2 separate regions of the Gasterosteus aculeatus genome follow, and region 2 is linked to region 1. Evidence: chromatin contacts called from public Hi-C data. All regions are on one chromosome and are shown on one strand. Each heading gives the region's core, a stretch centred on a gene start, on an enhancer-like site or on the middle of the called end of the contact. The rest is flanking DNA. Distances are from core to core; before and after follow the strand shown.

Region 1 (5,126 bases), core at 1,286-3,785:
ATGCATTCTTGCAAAGACAACATTTGCAATAGTAGAGCAGCAGATCCTCTTGGGGAGGTTTTTGGAGCTTTTGTTGGTACTGTCTGACTTATCAGTGGTTGTCAGGGAGCCGAGATGACGAGTCACTTGAATTATTTGAGAACCACCTATCTAACAAACCTGTAGTCTGATAATAAAATCCAATGGGATTCATTTGTGTGACTGTGGTGGCACCAGCAACACATCTGGAGTACAGCCTCAGACATTTGATCATTGTATTGGTCATTTTGGGTGGGTTGAGCCTTTGTTGACCCACAACAGACATATTGATGCCCACTTAGTAATGCTATTTCAATGGAACAGGCTCCTTTATTGTAATTTGTGTTGCACTTAACTACACATGTAAACACGAGATTCCAATGTGGCCTTTATAGCAGAGATTAAGTTATCGGAAGTCTTAACAACACGAAAACCTGAATTATCATGCTCTGTAACAACCCCAGGCATCACACCAGACGATGTAATACAGCCTAGTTTTTCTACAACCTCCTGCTCTATTCGTACGAATGCTGTCTTTTCTTGTTTAGCGAAAATGAATGTGGGACTTGCCACCTCCGATATAAGCTCGGCTAACACGCCCTCTGCCTCCTCTCATCCGTTGAGCCAAGCGTTTCCTTCTGTCAAAGAGCACAGCAACGTGCAGTTCTTTTGAATCCTCCCCGCTAGTGCAGTTTTCAGCTGAAAGTCAACAAAACAGCATCCACCTCATGTTGGTTGTGCTTTTATGGCGATGCATGCCAAATGCATCATGCTGCCTGTTTGTTTCTGTTAGTAGTGTAGTGTCTTGCATGAGTGTTGTACACTGACTTTGCTCGTACGTGTCCCACAGGTCCATAAGTATGTGGTGCAGACAGAGGTGCTTTATAAGACCTGGGATCTGGATCAGTCTCAGCTGGCTTTCGTCCGCACGCTCAGAGACTTGGAGGCGAACGAAATGAGAGGTACAGACTCACCTGCACCGCGCGCAAAACCCAACATTCAAACAGTCAACCACAGCCGAGGGACAGGCGGGAAGGAGCTTGGGGTCTTTCATTCGGTCCCCTTGAAAACGTATAATCGTGTCGATTTAGTAAAGTGACATGAATCGTGGTCTGAGCATCCAAGCGATGCTTCTGAGTAGATCTTCTAATATTTCCCTCATGTTTATTGCTCCGCCCGTGGCTCGTCTTGTGTTCAGTGTGATGTATACGGCTGATACACAGTGGGCAGTGTGTCAGGGGCCAAGCAGATGCTGTCTGTTGTCTTTGCTGCTACTCGCCAGGGGCCTGTTAATCACGAGCCGAACGGGAGCCAAACGAATACAGCTGCCTTCGCAGATCAGCCTGTGATATCTCGTGCCCACTGGTCGTTGGCTGAGGCGGAAATCCCAGTCCTCCGTCAACCGACTCTCCCGCTTCTTTAATCGCGCTGCACAAACTGCGTCGATCGTAAAATCGGGGCTTTGAAATCTACAGACGCCCCGTGAAAAATTCAGAGGGGGATGAATTAATTGCGACACGGTTGAACGTCGACGTGAAAAAGAGCCGCTGGATGGGTGACAATTTGCACGAATTGCCTGAAGAGAAAAGGCCAGCCTCGTTCTCTTCTCCTCTCTCTGTCTCTGCGTGGGAGGAATCCCTCAACCACAAATACGGTGATCAGAAGTATTTTGACGACAGAGGAAGTCAAAGCCTGTGTTTACATGCATTATAGTAATGATACAGTAATGATTTCGTGCAGCTCAGATACGCTGTGTGTTCTTCTCGTCTTCAGCGTGTGCTTTCTCTTCATGTATAAATGATAGCATTTAACGTTTGCGCGGGTTTCTCCGCATGTATACACGTGGGCCCGTGTCCGCACAAACCTCCCGTGGGTTCTCCGATAGGCCCGAGAAAGTGGGTCAATGGGAAGTCAAATGAAGTTGGCTCTTGCCCCCACGTGGTGCCCTGGGAAATATCTTAGCAGGAAAGTGAATTAATTTCGCCGAGTTTAACTCGGTCTCAGTGGTGAGGCTGTGCCCTTGATCATGGTCCCTACATGCTACATGGATACACGACATGCCAAGCTTTGACAGCGTTTAAACCAGCTGTTTAACCAGCTGCTGTCAAAATATTGAACTGCGCATGTTTAATGAATGCATAAACACCATCTCTGCTTTAGACCCCAGTGCATAGTGAGCAGTCAAGCTGTGAGTGCAGCGTTTTCCTTCTCAAAACAATGGTACTTTTTGGCTCTTAGTAAAAGGAAAAAGAAATAGATTCTATTTAAGTTTAGCAAGCTGAAAATCTGTTTTTTTTAATACGAATATAAGCCTGAAATTACAGCACTGATTGATCTGATTTGAACATTCAATATGTGTATGCAACACCAAATCTGTTCAGGCAGAATGGCAGCTTGTCAGTTAAACGATGGATTATTGTGCCTTTTCTATTTTTATTTTATGTATTTTATCTGAGCGAGACTCATTTAATGCTTCGACTAGACTGGGGATCGTGTTCACTTCAGCTATAAAGTGCAACAGTGCCATCTGGCACACGTTTGACCACACAACACCTGAATGTCACCCTCCCACATCGGAGGAGCTTTGATTACGTTGATTAGAAACTGAACAGCATTATGAAGATCAATTCACCTCAATGGAAATATATATGTCTGTCGATATGAACGTTGTGCACACATCCAAATTAGTCGTGCTGTTTTAAGTAGTGAGCAAGTCTTGATCACATGTTGATAGTAACCAATCTAATCTCTGTTTGCACAACGCAGTACACAAGCCTCAGGAGTTAAACCGAGCATCGACCGCTGACTCGACAAGGCAAAAATCCGGCACACCCAAAGCCAACCGCAAAGGGGAAGGTATCAGGGTGAAGGGGAGGCCATCTTCCAACTTGAAATCTGGCTCCAAGCTGGAAATGGTAATACTTGGTAACACCACGACACTGTATGAACCAGCATTGTACAATTCTCAGTATGATAGACTTGGTTTAGTTGTCAAATCTTCTGTAAGTGCCTTTTATTTATTGCTTTGTACGTTTCAAACCCTCAAGTCAATGATTTTCAGAATAATGGTTCCCGTCAATACATTTCCATTTTGAATATTTTAGTTTTGGCATTGGCAGGTAGAGGACGGGATGAACTCTGCAATAACAGAAGTATGTTATTTACAGCAGCTGAACAGGACATACTGTATAATCCAGACTGACTGTGGCTCATTATGTATTGTGGTGTTGTGACCTCGTATGTGTTTGCGCTTCGTACGTGTGCGGCGTGTTTTTGTCCATGCGTGCTTTGTGGTTTTATTTGTGTGCGTCCATCTCTGTGCAGAGCCTTGACCTGACTAAGGCAAACTGGACTCTGCGTGTGGTCACTGACAAGAGCGAAGCGGAGAGCATCAGTATGACGAAGGACACGGAGCGGATGGACCAGATAAAAGCCATCAAAGAAGCCTGGGAAGCGGCTGAACCAGGACGCGGTGCTAAGGTCACCCGGAGGCTGTGATTGTAAATCAGCCGTTTACAATGTCATCGTCCGTAATAATGTGAATAATGTTTGGCTAATAACGTTCGACAAACGGTACAAATGTTCTGTGTTCCTTCAGGCTTTACAGTCTCGTCTCAAGTATCTCCGCAAGTTCCAACTTCCCGAGGGCGGCGCAGAAAGCACAGAGCCAGGTTCCCTTCTTCAGATACACACACCCACACATATATGCATACTTATTTGTGCAGTTTCTTTTTATTCATCACGTACAGTGTGGTGATGAGATTTTTGTGATTGTTTGACAGCTGATCCCAGATCTGATCCTGGCACGGCTCTCAGTCCATCCAACAACACAGTGACCATGGACTACAGTCCCTTCATCAGGTGCTTCGACCCACTTACACAATGTTTTATTATTATTAGACAGCACAAGTATATGATGCTGATGATGGTGAGTTTGCATCCGTTCCACCAGGATGTGATAGACTTGTATCAATGTTTACCTCCCTGTAGCAGACAGCCCGTTCAGCCCCAATCATATGTGTGCTTATAGAGGGCAGCAAGGGGGGAATAATGCATAAACAACAAAGGCAGCCTCATCCTCCCACTCTCTTTTCTGACAAGCTCTTTCAATTTTCCTGTAGAAATCCCTTTTCCCACACACTTGACTCTGGATTTTTTCTCGATTTGTGAGGCTGAATTAAGTTCCTCCGGGGGTTGTTGCGTATTCTCGGTGTGCAGACGTACCAGCAGTCGGGTTCATAAAGTGTCTGCAGGACATTATTGATGATTTCCTGTGTTTTTGACCTTTGCTCCCGTTGGTGCTGTGAATAGCAATGAATAGCAGCACATATAATGTGCACTTTGGCTCTCCTGAAAGGGCAATGCATGGACTCTAAATGGACAGTGATGTGTAATTAAACATAACTGGAGGCTAGGGAGAGAAAAAGACTAAACTTTTGTTTGAATAAATACATTAGCTTCCAGATGAAATGTGGATAAATCAAACAAAAGTACACAAGTCTTCACCAGCGTCGGGGAGATCTATGCAGAAGACCCATTTCTGGTTTTTACCATTCTGGGATACTAAACATAGCTCTGTAGTTATTAATAATATATTCTTTCTGCCAAGAGACCCTCATAAATGCTATACACTGTTCCTTTATTATACTATAAAGTATTCATGAAGGTTCGAGGAAACTATTTCAGGTTGTGGGAGATGATCAAAAAAGTGACCATCACACATTTTATTTATAGGTATGATAAGTTTATTACATATGTTGAAATCTTAACTAACTAACTAGCTCCTATCTTGACAACTTTGCGCCAGCAATGTTAATATTCAGGATGAAGCGTGAACGTTTCAAATGAAATGTCTTGAAAAGAGTTGGCCAACTTCCCTCACCATTTTCCACGGGAGAATCATGGATATTTTTCAAATCAATTCGCAGTGCAGACACACATGAGTTTCCTGCTTGTCAGCGCTCTGAAGGAAGGAGTCTCCCTCTGTTGTTCAGAGTCGTCTTCCGTTTCTCTCCCTCACACCCCTCCCTCCATCTCCTCACCTATCCCTCCCTCTCCGTGATGGATGAGATGATATTTGGCTCTGTTAATTAGATGGCTATTTCAGG
Region 2 (5,028 bases), core at 435-2,934, 63 kb before region 1:
ATTTGGTTGCGAACAAGGGTGGCAGGGCAGCCGTAGCCACAGTTTAGGCAGGGGACCCTCATCAGTGCGCACATGAGGTGGTGCTCATCAACTTTGCAGGAGTGAAATACAGCCCCACACAGCAGGGGACAGGCGATAAGATCACAAGAAATGCCCAGTTGAGGTCTGACCTGGCATCTCAGATTAACGCAGGACATACAGTGAACGTGGTCCTCCTCCATCTTCGGACCTCAAGGAGTGTAACAGAGGGGGGAAAATACACTGCCCTGCCGAATAAGATGAAAGAGAAATAATATCAGTGTATTAAAAAATGAGATAAGTAAATTAACAAACAAACTAACAGACTTTGAGGTGCATCCCCTCTGACTCTGTGAGAGTTTGGTTCTGTCCCACGGTCATCGTGAAGTGTTTGAGGGTCTGGCAGACATTTTTTGCGTGAGTCAATATTAGATGCTGACTTCGCCCAAGGGGATTACCCACACGTCGTCGCAGTGTGACGTTAAAATGAGATAACCGGTGAAAGCACGGGGATTAAATAAAAACATGAAATCAGACATTTTTACTCATTTATTCATCAAATATTGAATTTTGTCATTGAAGCTATTTTGACGAAATGCATTAACATTTATTTATCTTCGTTATATAAGGAAGGAAATCAAATCAGAGTAAAAGGGGTGAAATAAATACCCTCAATTGTAAATCTTTTTATTTTCCGTTGTCAGGTGCGACGTGACAAGTTGCCGCCCTTCATATTTACACCATTTCACCATTTACCAGGTCCAAACCTTCCCTTTCTTACAATACAGAGTCCTGAGACGGTCTCAAAATGACATCAGAAAACTAAATCGTAATGTTGTTTGGTACTGAGTCCTGAAAACGAGATAAATTGACAGTTTGAGGACGCTGAAGAGACTGTTTGATTGACGTCTGATTGTGTACTCGTTGGTTCCCTTTAGTTAGTGTGAAATGGAAAAGCAGGACCTCTCACAGACCAACCGCAAAGACTGAAGTGCAATAAATATGATAAATATAACGTAAATACCAGAGTTGAACAGCAGGAGTCGGGAGTATCCGAAGAACTGTGGCAGACCCCAAGGCCCCTGTTTGGTTTTAATAAAGTAACGTGGAACGTGGTGGTGTTCAACGTTGGATAAATGTATGTTTACTGAGAAAGTCAACGTTCTGCAGCCGTGGCTGCACGTTTGTGACGCTATGAATAGTTTCTGGGTGACTTATGAACGCATCTTGTAATCATACAGTTGTGGTTTGATGCACACAGCAGTGTAACAAAGGGACCCCCAGACGACACGACCAGCTTTAGCTGTTGTGCAGACATGTTTTATATATACATATAATAGTGCACGCCACTTTTATTTTGCTGTCAAATCGACCCGTTTTTTTTCTTTTTTTCTTTGGAACAATGGCAGGATGCACGGACCGGCTAATGTTTGCCAACAACAGCTAAGTTAGCTAACTCGGAAGTTCACGAAAAGCTAACTTAGCATGATAATGTAGCGTTAGCACGCAGGTAGCTTCTCACCTTTACGTTGTGTTGATAAGATTGGGTTTGGCTATTATATCTAAATACAATTTGCTGTTACTGTAGCTAAATTACCTCTGTTGGGAAAGTGCTAATGTTAGCTAACTACAGTCCTTGTTGCTCAGCCTCTTTTTTTCTGTTCAAAACTTTATTGGCTGAATTGTCGCCATAACGTTACATCAATATGTATTATTACATTACAAGGGCTGAAAAACGAAAGGAACAGGAAATTAAAAAATAGAATAAAATTATTACGTATGATAGTTACACTTACCTAAGTGTGACTGTTCTCATAAATAAGCAAAAAAGTAAAGTCTGGAAGTTTAACATTTTTTAGTTTATGTAATCATATTTGAATTATATTCATATATATTATATACATACTCCAATCCGTCTTTTTTTTACCTTTTTATTTAACATTATGATTTAATGCTAAATTTAATTTATTTGAATATTTAATTGACATATATAGTGTTATGAAAATCCAATATACAAATCCGACAAAAATACATTTTGTAAAATAGGTTGTTGTATTAAACATTTATCTTGTATATAATGATTACTATATTTGAAATCAGCAACATCTACATCCATACATTAATTTAAATGTAGCCATCTAAAATAGAGAACCCTTACAAACTCCACAGATGCCCGCAACGACCAGTAACCAACAGCCGAGGTCACTGCTGTACTAGTTTTGCCACCTGGCCCACCGATTGGTAACGGTCAGATTCGTAAATCCTCTGAGTTAACTGAAAGACACGCCGCGTTTTGAGGTCTGGGTAACGGACAAAACATCACCCCTGGAGCAGGAGGGGCTGACTCATGCACACAAATCTGCGGGACAGCGCTTGCAGTGCTGAATACACTTGTCATGGGGTGTTATAAACCCAGTTATTGGGGCCATCATAATTTAAATGATATAAAATGTAAATACATAAAAAGATACTAATTTGCAATTTATTCTCCAATTAAATCCTTAAACTGTCAATGTCATTATTATTATTATTATTTTGTATTTAATGCTTTGTGGGATCAGCATACTGTATATTGGATTACTGATGAATTGAAGAACAACGTCATGCACTTGAGTTTTACAGATTCACATGAGGTTTACTTGTATATTATGCACAGTGCCGATGCAACCCAAGCCATGATACACAAGGGTGATGAGGATGAAGATTGGGTGGATAGATTTAACACCGCTAACTGAGCTGTGAGCTTCTCGGGATTAATATCCGTGCAATTTTTTTAAGCTTAACGTTGCATTTTAGACTCCAAACCAAGATTTGTTTAATTATATTTGCCTGCTGTCTGTAAACTGTCACATGTTAAAATGCTATCAATTCCACGTCGAAAAAAATATTTGCACCAAGGGATTCCCTTGAGTTGCAAGAAGCCAGGCAATCAAAGACGGTTTGTCGAGAGATTGATTAAGGTTAATGTTTTTATTAATTTTAACAGAAATGTATGTTTGGATCGTCCCATTTTGACAATGAGGAACCGCAAAAGGTCATAATGAGGTAAGATATTTATTCCTTTTAACTGATATCATACATTTAATTTTAATAAAGAAGTATTATAATATATAAATAAGTCTTTATTGACTAATGATACATCATCGAAAGGATAACAGCCTATGCGCTCAGACCTCGGGTCTTAACTGGATGGGCTACGTGGTCAACCCACGCAGGCTGCTGTCCTAGAATAAACAGAGCACCGCCGTTGCCCTCTGCCCTGAAGTGTTGCTGCAGAATCCAAGTAGTCCCCTCCTTCTCAAGCATGTCACTTTAATTCAGGTTCAATAGCAGATGCTCGCTCCCGAAGCCCATGGCACCAGCAGTTGCGGTGTCATAGCGACTCTAATAAGTTTTTTCCTGATTTATACCGCCTGGCATGAGTCACGACAAGAGCCTACCAAGTAAACTGCATGTCCCTTGGGTGCTTTACGTGTCTTTGCGTAGGACAATGTGCAGGGTGAAGATTAACCATTAGGACTCAGTCAATGTTTTTATCACTAAGGGACGGTGTTGTTTCAGAAGTTCTATTGAGTAAAAGTAGCTTACAGTGGCTAACCTTATGATTTATGGCTTATGACATCAATGACCTTCATTCAAACACTTGATGGTGCAATGCAAAAATGTTGATCGCTGTCCATGGTGCTGAAGATATCGATTGTAGCCTATTTGGAGCCAGAGGGCCTCAAGTCAGCTCAGGACTGAACATATGAGGCATATTAGTCATCACGGACAGCTGTGCGTGATGCTTCTGCCTGCTTATTGTTGGCGCTCTCGGTCTAAAATGTCACAAGTTCTCTTCAGTTATAGAAAACTGTCACATGGTCAGGCGTTAACCATGGTTAGCCTCAATACCTCATATCACTTTCTCTCTCTTTCTCAAACTTTTTCACCCACTGAATTATTAAATGTTACATATATTAACGATGTGACAGCTGCATTTTTTTTAAATCATTTTATCATTTACCATTTTATAACAGTGTGAGCAATTGTGTTGTCTAACAGGCTAAACTTTGTCATCAAACGTTTTCAAAGCTGCTTGAGAGGGAGAAAATGCTCTGCGTGACGTGGGTTGATAATGGTCGTTAAAAAAAATAAACTAGATTTCCACGTTTTGACTGTTATTTTAGCTCCGGCAAAGCACTGCAGCGCTTACTCCAAGATGCATGTTTTTAAGACATGAAGGCATCACGAACAAAACATATATTAAGGAAAAGGCGATGGTTGAGTGGGATCTTCAGCAGAGGGAGAGAGAGAGAGAGGGGGAGGGAGTGAGGGAGAGAGAGAGAGAGAGAGAGGGAGAGAGGGAAGAAGTGAAGGAGAGAGAGACTCAAGAGATACATTGGAGGACCGCGCGCTGGAGAAGAAAGGTGCGCACGCGACATGTCTCAAGGATTCAGGTAAATTTGGATGCTTTTCGCAGAGAAACAGCCTCTTAAGATGAATATAAACAGGGCCACGGAAAAGACGGCTAAGAGTCCATTATCCAATATAGTCCTTTGAGAAGAGACGACTCATGTTTGGCTTCCTCCCGATGAATGATATTGGCTTAGTTGGTGTTACAATTTTGTTAGACTGCATTATTGTTCTTATTAATAGTTATACTGTAATAATACCTGCTGATGAAAAATATCTACAAATCTAGATTTTCTTATTTTCGTGTAAACCGTCAAACAACAGTCGGCTGCGGGAGGATTTTGCGTCTTTCGGCTTTGTTAATGAACTATATCTAAAGTCAAATGGTGAAGAATGTGTTTGACAGCTTGGACAAGGTAAAAGTCCCCGTAACGTGTGTATTTGGTACGCGCGCTGTCCGTGGTGCTGAAACCTGCTCTCGATGGACCGCGCGCACGCTTCTCAGCATCCCCTTAAACAGCACCGGCTATTCGGAACGAAATACGATGACTTGGGAAACGTTCAAGTACGCGCTCTATTCAGAGCTAACCAGCCGCAGGGTCGGGCAATTCCCAG

The links. Hi-C and Micro-C count contacts between places; a contact is called where the count stands out from the background.
Region 2: a contact with region 1 is called in a Hi-C map of skeletal muscle, with 5 times the contacts expected there. The contact joins the promoter of LOC120807654 here to the enhancer-like site in region 1. A contact is called at or near these places in 4 of 6 Hi-C or Micro-C datasets (skeletal muscle, tail fin and whole body).

The regions. Positions count from the first base shown.
Region 1 is chr18:12,867,585-12,872,710 of fGasAcu3.hap1.1, reverse strand. adgb (androglobin) reads left to right here. Exons shown (of 34, transcript XM_078093363.1): 28 at 869-980; 29 at 2,785-2,933; 30 at 3,343-3,498; 31 at 3,617-3,689; 32 at 3,801-3,879. Among protein-coding and RNA genes, the nearest start is that of stxbp5a, 13 kb to the right of the region's middle. Within about 2 kb of position 2,535, at least 1 of the 9 cell types and tissues checked has open chromatin away from gene starts, as enhancers often do.
Region 2 is chr18:12,929,491-12,934,518 of fGasAcu3.hap1.1, reverse strand. It overlaps LOC120807654 (F-box only protein 30), which reads right to left and starts at 1,684. Exons shown (of 3, transcript XM_040159909.2): 1 at 1,541-1,684; 2 at 1-266. The coding sequence starts at 221. grm1a (glutamate receptor, metabotropic 1a) reads left to right here and starts at 4,319. Exons shown (of 9, transcript XM_078093366.1): 1 at 4,319-4,457.